Linked DNA regions of Arachis hypogaea: region 2 is linked to region 1. Evidence: chromatin contacts called from public Hi-C data. All regions are on one chromosome and are shown on one strand. The core of a region is the stretch at or near the end of the contact, and the rest is flanking DNA. Distances in the headings are between cores, read along the strand shown. Region 1 holds the start of LOC112803344. Region 2 holds the start of LOC140184856.

Region 1 (5,160 bases), core at 1,620-4,119:
CTTCAATATAAAACCTTTGAAAAAGTACAAGGAATTAATTATGTGTTCATCCAACTTGAACATCATTCTATTTTTAAAATTTTGAATATTAAAATTATATACGTCAGTAAAAAAATTAATTCGTAGAACAACTTCTTTCACCAATGACATCACATCTTTTTTTTAATATTTATCTCGAGTGCTCTCAACCTGAATCGACCGTTGTCGTCCGCTGTTGCGTCCTCCAGCAATTGCTCCCTTTGCCATGTCATTTCCTTTCGTATCCAATCGTGTTCGCTCCGACACAGACGGCTCTCTGTGCAGCACCTCTTATCGGGCCGTTGCATCACCGTTCAGTTTCGCATCCAATCCTGATCACAGCGATGCGCGTTGCTCTCTATATTGCACCTTACGTCGTGCCATTGGACACTCGATGTTGATTGTAGCTAACCATCAGACTTAAAAAAACATCTCTCAATACGAAAAAGAAACATCCATATGAGCACAAAAACTATCTACTAAAGTACAAAAGAAACACATAAATGAGCTACAAAGAAACATCTAGTTTCATCTCAACCCAAAAAAACGTCTGAATACCTCCCAAAAAAATTGATAACGAAAAAAATCATCTGAAATAGACACAAGTGATGTTACCTTATTGTTGTAATCGACGACAAGGAATATTTTGTGTACCTTTCATGGGCAAATGAGTTGCATGGGTGGGGGCCGACTGAAGGCGGAATGAGGACATGGGTGGAGGCAATTTGGTGGCGGCGCTTTGGAGACCCTTTTGTAGGAGTTGTGGACGCGTGTTTGGTCGGGGTAGGGACACTGCTCCTTGCAGCGGCAGGAGAATGTTCGACACTAGTTCGAGGGCGGGGTCAGGCTATGCAGTGACGGTACTCTAAAGCTCTAATCGTGGGGGTTGGGGTCCTCGTCTTCGGCAGGACGAGACGCGACTCTTTGTTGGGGAGAGTGATCGACACTGGTTGGGGGTAGCGTAACAACATGACTGGAGTGGAAGAGGAAGGAGATGGTGAATGACGTGAAGGAAAGTAGAAGAGAAAGAGTGAACGACGTAGAAATAGAGTTAGATTTAGGTAAGGTTGTGGAAATTTTTTGTGTTATTAGAATTTTTATTCTGATCCACATTGTAGTTGGTTAATATCCTAGTTAATTATCTAGCAAAATTAAAAATATTTAGCTTTCATTTTTTTTAGTACAAAGAAATATCCATTAACAAACAAGAGTAGTTGGTGAACATTAGATGTTTGCACATAGTGGAATGTCTTTATATGGCAACTGGCTGATAATGATCCCCATTTCTGCATCTAAACTTGGCCCAATTAGGCCAAAAAAAAAAGAAAATGCTTTCTTTTAGATTATGATATTACACTGCCATCCATATTATAATTAGGGTTAAGTACTGAAATTGTCCCTAAGGTAAGGGGCGAAAATCAAATTCGTCTCCGACCTTTTTTTGTTATTAAAATCGTCCTGAACATTCAGATTCACTTTAAAATTGTCCTCAAGTGCGTTTAAAAACTTTTAATTCCAAGTTTGCCCCTGAGCCCTTTGATGCTTGGTGTTTTATTCCCGCGAAACCGATTCATTATCTGAGTAACGTTACACAAAGGAACACTGATCCTTCACCTTCAATGATGCCCTAACAGAGTGAGTGCTGGCCTGAGGAGTAGCGTCACTGCGTTTGTATTGCGTAGGAAAGAGTGGAAGAGGAGCTCGTTGTCGTGGCATTCATCTCGAATCAGGTACGTGTACAGTATTTGTTTTTATTTTTTGGAGCTTGAACTTAATACTGTGTGAAGGATATTTGGTGGCTAACAAATGGGAGTTGGGTGTGATTTTCGTTTGTAGGTTTTAGGTAATGAAAACTTTTAACCTGACTGTTTACCATGGTGGTAGATTTGTGTATGACAATGGTACATTGGAGTATATAGGGGGAGAAAGGACTGTGATCGAAGATGTTGATATGGATTGCTGGTCTCTTTTTGAGGCATATGCTGAGGTGGGACAGTTTGGGTACACAAAGGAAAAGATTTCAGCTTTTTGGTATAAGGACCTAAGTTCTGAATGGTTAAAGAACGATTTGAAGTTATTTGAGGGAGACAGAGATGCCATTGAGATGTGTAAAATAGCGGGGAAGAGGGGTCATGTCGATCTGTACGTGGTCCATAAGGTTGAGGTTGATGAAGAGTTTCCTGAAGTAGGGTTTTTTAATGTTGGAGGCCCAGGTGAACATGTTCAGGAGGTGGAGAGGGCCAATGATGAAGAGGTACATAATCAGAATCAGTTGGTCATTTATCAGGGTGATGGGGGTCAGGAGGTAGAAAGGGCCAATGCAGAGACGGTTAAAAATGGAGATAAATTGAACCCGGATGATGTGGATAAATGGAATAGTGATGAGGATAGTGATGATGAGAATTTCATTCCATCTGATGGTGAGGTTGACAGTGCAGATGATGTAATATTTACTGATAGTGAAGAGGAGTACGATGATAAGAGCGGATTTGATGAAGTAAGAGGTGGGACGGATGGTGATCGGGTTGAAAAAGGAAAAGGGGTTGCAGGAGGTGATTTCAGTGATGAAGTTTATGTGGATTATGAAGTGGGTGGTGGTTCAGAGAAAGAGGACAACGAGGATGATGATGAGAATGAAGCAATTAGATATCCGATCCATAAAAATGTGAAAGATATGACAAGGTACAAATGAGAGGTTGGCACTGTGTTTGCTTCAAGGGAGGAATTCAAGGACACTGTTACAGCTTATGCAGTGCAAACAAGAAGGGGACTGAGGTATGCGAAACTTGACTTGGTTAGGGTGAGGGCTCTTTGTCAAGAGGGTTGTCCGTTTTGGTTATACGCTGCAAAAATGAGTGAAGAGGAGACTTGGCAGCTTAGGTCAATGAACCTTAAGCATACTTGTGGCCAGTCACATAGCGTAGGGATACTGCATACTGGTTGGCTGAGTAAAGTATTTAGAAAGAAAGTGGAAGGTAACCCAAAAGTGAAGATAAAGGACCTGGTCAACAAGGCACGAAGGAAATGGAATTTGACAGTGACAACATCAATGGCAGCTAGGTCTAGACAAGCTACATTGGATGAGATTCAGGGAGCTTACCGGAAGCAGTACAAAAGGATTGCTGACTACTGCTCAGAGCTGTTACGTGCTAATCCAGGGTCCTCAGTCACGCTCAAGGTACAAAGGTCCCCTGATTTCGAGGTTGAGGACCAGCATCAGTGGTTAAACAACTATTGCATATTTCAAAGGGTATATGTGTGTCTAGCTGCTTGCAAGAAGAGCTTCCTGCAGTGTAGAAAGTTCATTGGATTGGATTGGTGTTTTCTAAAGACACCTCAAGAGGGGCAGTTGTTGACAGCTATAGGGTGGGATCCCAATGATCAGATGCTTCTAATCGCCTACACCATTGTGGAGGCAGAGACCAAAGACACCTGGAAGTGGTTTTTCCGGCTGCTGATTAACGATTTCGGAGCTGAGGTCATAGGAAAATCAACCTTCATGTCTGATCAGCAGAAGGTAAATAGTTTAGGGTAGCAATTAAAATCTTACATTTGATAAACTTAAATTCATGGATGTTGATGCTTTTGTCCTTTATTGAAGTAATTATTGTTATGTAACACAATTCTACCTGCTCTATTAGGGTCTCTTGCCTGCTTTCGATGAAGTCATTTCAAGAGTGGACCATAGGTTCTGTGTCTGCCATCTTTACAGCAACTTTAGGAAGAAATTTCCTGGGTTACACTTGAAGCAGCTGATGTGGAGGTGTGCAAAGGCTACACACTGGAAGGAGTGGGAGAAGGAGATGCAAATCATAAGGCAAATCAATGTGATGGCGCACAGACATCTAAATGCTATAGTAGACTCTAGGAAGAAACCTATAGTGACAATGTTAGAGGACATAAGGGTTTATTTGATGAGTAGGTAGGCTCTTAATAGGGAAAGAATTGAAAACTTTAATGGTACAGTATTACCTCGCATTAGGATGAAACTAGAGAGGAGAGACAGATCAGCTGGTGAGTGGAGGCCTTACTGGTCTGCTGCACAAACATACGAGTTTATTAATGGTTTGTCTAAATTTGCTGTTGATCTTTCTGCTCATGAGTGCTCCTGTAGCAAGTGGCAGCTTAGTGGTATTCCCTGCACCCATGCCATTAGCTGCATCAACTATAAGGGCCTTGACATAGATGGATTTGTTGATGACTGCTACAAGAAGCCTGCATATGTCAAGTGCTATGATTCAGTCATCAATCCTCTGAATGGCCCAGACTTGTGGGAGAAAACCAACTTTGATGATGTCATGCCTCCTCCTTATCGAAAGCCTAGCCACAGACCAGTCAAGAAAAGAAAGAGAGGACCTGATGAGCCTCCGGACAGCAGCCAGTCCCACTTGTCTAGGAGGGGACAAATTCAGAGATGCTCAAACTGTGGTGAATCTGGACACAAGAGGGGAGGATGCAAGAAGCCATCCCTGGATGTAAGTGTATGTATATCATCAAATGCATTACTATTAGGGTTATAGTTTTATTTTTTCATCAAGTGCATTCTTTAATGTTTTCCAGGCCCAACAACCAAGGCAAGCTGCTAGCAAGAAGACCAGAGGAGGAAGGAAGCCTTTATCTATCAGACCCAAAACCAGTTCTAAGGCTTTATTCCAGCCTGAGAAGTAATCTGCAAGTGGGGGTTTGAGGAGGTCCACCAGGTCTAGAGCATCATCTTAGCCCTAACCAGCCACCACCTCTTCTCAGCCTAACTCAACCAATTCCAAGTCCAAGCCCACATCATTCTCAACTAGGCCCAACAGAAAGTCCACTAGAAGCCTTACACAACAACCACCAGCACCAAAGGAGAAGGGTGCAACCAGCTTCAGCCAACCAGCCAGACCTGTCTCTTTTAGTCACAGAATTCCACTTCATGTTTCTCCTAGAAAGTTGAGGCTCATGGCTAAACTTCCACCAAGACTTTGGAGAAAACTTTAGACTGTTCTGAGCATTTGTCTTTTGTGCTGTAATTAATGTATTGTTACTTGAATTGACACAATGTTTGTGACACTTTTTTTTTTGGTTTTTTGATAACTAGACAACATGGCTTATGATTAATCTTTCTTAGTGAGCAACAGAGTTGCAATAGATTTTTTGAATGTC
Region 2 (5,160 bases), core at 1,896-4,395, 160 kb after region 1:
ATAACTACGAGAACAAATAGAAATATCTAAATATACAATAAGAGATACAACATTGAATACGAGTAACACCATTGAATACAAAGTTATACTCAAACAGTATAAGATAAACTGCAATAACCTACTTCCTCGGCGCCTTCTTTGAATACTGAGATGGTGTGTATTTATCCGGGGGCGCAGTATGTGTCCATAAATTATATGGATGACCCTAAGAAATACTGGTATCCAGACCACCGCCAACGTTAGAAGCACCGCCAGTGTCGCACAAACTGGAACCACTCATGCCCGGAGCACTCTGATGAGCGGATAATTTATACGCTTTTTGGCATTGTTTTTAGGTAGTTTTTAGTAAGTTCAAGCTACTTTTAGGGCTATTTTCATTAGTTTTTATGTTAAATTTATATTTCTAGACTTTACTATGAGTTTGTGTGTTTTTCTGTGATTTCAGGTAATTTCTGGCTGAAATTGAGGGACTTGAGCAAAATTCTGATAGGAGGCTGACAAAGGACTGCTGATGCTGTTGGAATCTGACCTCCCTGCACTCAAAATAGATTTTCTGGAGCTACAGAACTCCAAATGGCGCGCTCTCAATGGCGTTGGAAAGTAGACATCCATAGCTTTCCATCAATATATAATAGTCCATACTTTATTCGGGAATTGACGACGTAAACTGGTGCTCAACGCCAGTTCTATGCTGCTGTCTGGAGTAAAACGCCAGAAACACGTCACGACCCGGAGTTGAACGCCCAAAACATGTTACAACTTGGCGTTCAACTCCAAAAGAAGCTTCAACTCGTGGATAGATCGAGCTCAGCTCAAACACACACCAAGTGGGCCCCGGAAGTGGATTTATGCATCAATTACTTACTCATGTAAACCCTAGTAGCTAGTCTAGTATAAATAGGATAATTTACTATTGTATTAGACATCTTTGGTCTCAGTTTTATTTTATTCTTCATCTGAGGAGACTATTGATCACGTTTTGGGGGGTTGGCCATTCGGCCATACCTGAACCTTTCAATTATGTATTTTCAACGGTGGAGTTTCTACACACCATAGATTAAGAGTGTGGAGCTCTGCTGTACCTCAAGTTTTAATGCAATTACTACTATTTCCTATTCAATTCTCTTTATTCCTATTCTAAGATATTCGTTGCACTTCAACTTGATGAATGTGATGATCCATGACACTCATCATCATTCTCACCTATGAACTCGTGTGATTGACAACCACTTCCGTTCTACCTTAGGCCGGGCGTGTATCTCTTAGATTCCTTAAACAGAATCTTCGTGGTATAAGCTAGATCGATGGCGGCATTCATGAGAATCCGAAAAGTCTAAACCTTGTCTGTGGTATTCCGAGTAGGATTCTGGGATTGAATGACTGTGACGAGCTTCAAACTCCTGAAGGCTGGGCGTTAGTGACAGACGCAAAAGAATCAAGGGATTCTACTCCAACCTGATTGAAAACCGACAGATGATTAGCCGTGCTGTGACAGAGCATTTGGACCTTTTTCACTGAGAAGATGGGATGTAGCCATTGACAACGGCGATGCCTACATACAGCTTGTCATAGGAAGGAATGATAGAATTGGAAGGAAGAAGTAGGAAAGTAGAAAAAGAAAGGGCACAGTATCTCCATACGCCTATCTGAAATTCTCACCATTAATTTACATAAGTATTTCAATCCTATTTTAATTATCTTTATTTTATGTTTATTATTTATTAATATTCGAAAATCCATAATCAATTATTAGCCGCCTGACTGAGATTTACAAGATGACCATAGCTTGCTTCATACCAACAATCTCTGTGGGATCGACCCTTACTCACTAAGGTTTATTACTTGGACGACCCAGTACACTTGCTGGTTAGTGGTACGAAATCACTTTAAGATTTTGAGATTGGGATTAGAATTTCGTGCACCACACTCGCTCCACCATAATCATACTCGTGCTAAAGGTCGTGTCTCAAAAATCCCTCTTCCTCTTGCGGGTATTCATTCAAATCGAACAACTCGGTACGTGGTGGTGCGAAAGGACAGTAAGGATCTACATGATCCGGTGATCGATTCATCGAGAAGTCACTAGCATGACCTGATGTGGCGCGACGACCAACAGACTTCTCAGATGCACCAGGCCCTTGCTTCTCTGGCATCAAAAATAGATAATCTGTGTCTCTTAGGACTTGAGAGAAGCTGATGGAATCAATTCCAGCCAACTGACTGAATTGACCATCGACTAGAATTACCATTTGTGGTATGTAAGGTTCTGCTACCTAATGTGGTTGTGGTTCTAGTATGTACAGTTGTTACTGCTCATATGCCGAACACTGCTGTTGTTGCTCATATATCGGAAATTGTTGTTGGCCGTAGGCCTGTGCCTGAAATTGCTGGGCATATGCCGGGGCCTGAAAGTAGTGCTCATATGCCAGAACTTAGATAATAATTAGTAATAGTTAATAATAATTAATCAACCTGAATAATAATAATTAATAACAGGATCAATAATTATTAATAACGGTAACATTAATGATAATAAACCTTAATGATACCTAAAACCCTTGGTCATAGCCCGGTGCCTGATACTAGTACTCATGACCTGACATCTAAAACTGCTGCTCATGAGGGAGAACTTGCTGCTGAGGGCCAACTGGTTCTTCCTATTATTCCTGTGATTCATTCGCGTCGACCTCTTCACCTGCAACTCTATTTGACTGTTGTAGGTTATGCCCGTACTGTTGTGTGTACCACTCGTAGTACACCGAGAGAGGATGAAAGTCGACAATCTCGTCCCCTAGCTGCAGTGTGTTATAGCGGCTAGATATCCACAAGTTAACCCATTAACTATTCCTATCTCTCCAGTCATGGTTCTGTAGACCTGTCAACCACTTCCAATGATCACGACCAATCTTGAATGCCAGGTCTGGTGGAAGTTGTTGCAGCTCAAACTGTTGTCTAACTCGGTCTGCCGGGTGCCACTCTATACCCTCAAATGATACTAATGGCGACTTTGTGGAGCACATAAACAAATTTACTGCGAGGTAGTCCAGAACCCTTACTCCCATATACGGCCGCCATATAAACTACACATTAGTAACCACGAGACCGATTAGTAAAATTATTATTCTAAATAAGAAGTCTAACATAAATGGTTAAAACTTACATCGTTGACTCCCATGTCATCGAGTCCTTGCCTAAAATGCGCCGTAGACTTCCGTGTATATATTGTATACCGGCGCCAATGACTCCACCTAAACTAGATTAGAATTATTGCAACAACAACAACAACAACAACAACAACAACAACAACAACAACAACAACAACAACAATAACAATAACAACAAAAATAATAACAACAACAATAACAACAACAACAACAACAACAATAATAATAATAATAATAATAATAATAATAATAATAATAATAATAATAATAATAATAATAATAATAATAACAGTAAAAAATAATATCGTCGCGCAAGTGGAACACCAACATCGACGGGTAGATCGTGAGGAATAAGTGCCAGGAACAGCATACGGTCCCATGCCCAAACAAAAAGTAGTATGAGTGACCCATCCATCTCTTTACAGTTGTATCGTGATGCATGACACAACAATCTGTATAGATGTGCCAGATTGGCTGCCCTCCAACTGTATAGTATAATTCAGTGAAAATCTCGAAGTAGAGGTAGAAACTTTGAGTTTAATGAAGTGGTAGACTTATCCATAAACACAACCGTTCTGAACATCCAGAAAATGTGAGCCTGAATGTACCGCTCAATGGACTCCTGCGTGTCACACCGTTCGGTGTCTCTACACCGCCGGACCTACCCAAGATTTACCTTACCCAAGACGTGATCGTGCGGACCGGGATCCCGACCAAAAGAAGCGATGTAATTCTCTACCAAATGAAAAAGAAAAATGATAATTATTAATATCACTTCATAATTATAATTAATGTTAACAATAACATTAATAAATATTAATACTTTTCTTAAAAATTATCACAATAATAATGATAATAATAAATTCTTAATAATAACAATATAATAATAATATAATAATAATAACAATAATATTCATAGTTGATAATTAACAGTATAATAACAACAACAACAATAATAACGACGACGACATTACTCACGATGATAATAATAATAATAATAATAATAATAATAATAATAAAGTTTTTAAAAATAATTGTCTGTTAATAATATATTAATAATAACAGTTATTATTATATTAAAAAATATTAATAAACCAGAAGCATTATCAACTAAAGCATCAATTGAGAGTAAAGGGTGTGTATTTTTAGGACAAACTTTGTTTAAATCAATAAAATCAACACACACGTTATTTACCATTATGTTTCTTTACCATAACTACATTATCTAACCAAGTAGTAAATTTGATCTCGCGTATAAAGTAGGCATTAATAAATTTTTTGGTTTCCTCTAAAGATGCTTGTCATTTATCAGCACCAAGATTACGCATTTTCTGAGCTATAGGTTTGACGGAAGGATTCAAAGCCAACTTATGACAAATAACATATGGATATATGCTAGGCATATTTACAGTAGTCCAATCAAACAAATTGACATTTTTTTAAAAAAACTGTCCGAACTTATCTTTCTCATTTTCCTACAAAATTGCCCCTACATAAGTAAATTTATTTGGATAATTAGTTAAGGATAATTTCTGTAATTCTTCCATTGGAGTTGATTTTCTTGCAATTCGGCCCTTGGATCTAACTCGGCTAATTGTGAAAGATCAACCGAGTTATGAACTGCATTGATGTGTGAATCTATAGCTCGACTTGAATATATGTTCTAAAATTAGCATTGTAGCAGTGCCAAGCTTCATGGTGATCACTTTGAATAGAAGCAATAACATCATTTTGCACATGAAACTTAACACTAAGGAATTGTAAAAATTATGACACCAAATTGATTTAAGAAATGATGACCAAGTATTAAATTATAAGGGCTATAACAGTCAATAATAAGATATTGAATATTCAAAGTTTTAGCTAAAAGATGCTCACCCAGTGTGGTTTGTAACCACAAAGATTTTAAAATAGGAACACACTCACTTCAGAAGCCCACTAAGTTGAAAAAGAAGAAGGTCGTAAGATGTGATTGCTTAATTTTATCTTCTGAATT

Evidence for each region. Hi-C and Micro-C count contacts between places; a contact is called where the count stands out from the background.
Region 2: a Hi-C map of an unstated tissue shows a contact between it and region 1, with 5 times the contacts expected there. The contact joins the promoter of LOC140184856 here to the promoter of LOC112803344 in region 1. A contact is called at or near these places in 3 of 8 Hi-C or Micro-C datasets (leaf and an unstated tissue).

The regions. Positions count from the first base shown.
Region 1 is chr5:27,044,957-27,050,116 of arahy.Tifrunner.gnm2.J5K5, forward strand. It overlaps LOC112803344, which reads left to right and starts at 2,870. Exons shown (of 4, transcript XM_025846841.1): 1 at 2,870-3,535; 2 at 3,660-3,907; 3 at 4,001-4,493; 4 at 4,579-4,686. The coding sequence starts at 2,870. The coding sequence ends at 4,686.
Region 2 is chr5:27,205,595-27,210,754 of arahy.Tifrunner.gnm2.J5K5, forward strand. It overlaps LOC140184856, which reads left to right and starts at 3,146. Exons shown (of 4, transcript XM_072238045.1): 1 at 3,146-3,215. The coding sequence starts at 3,146.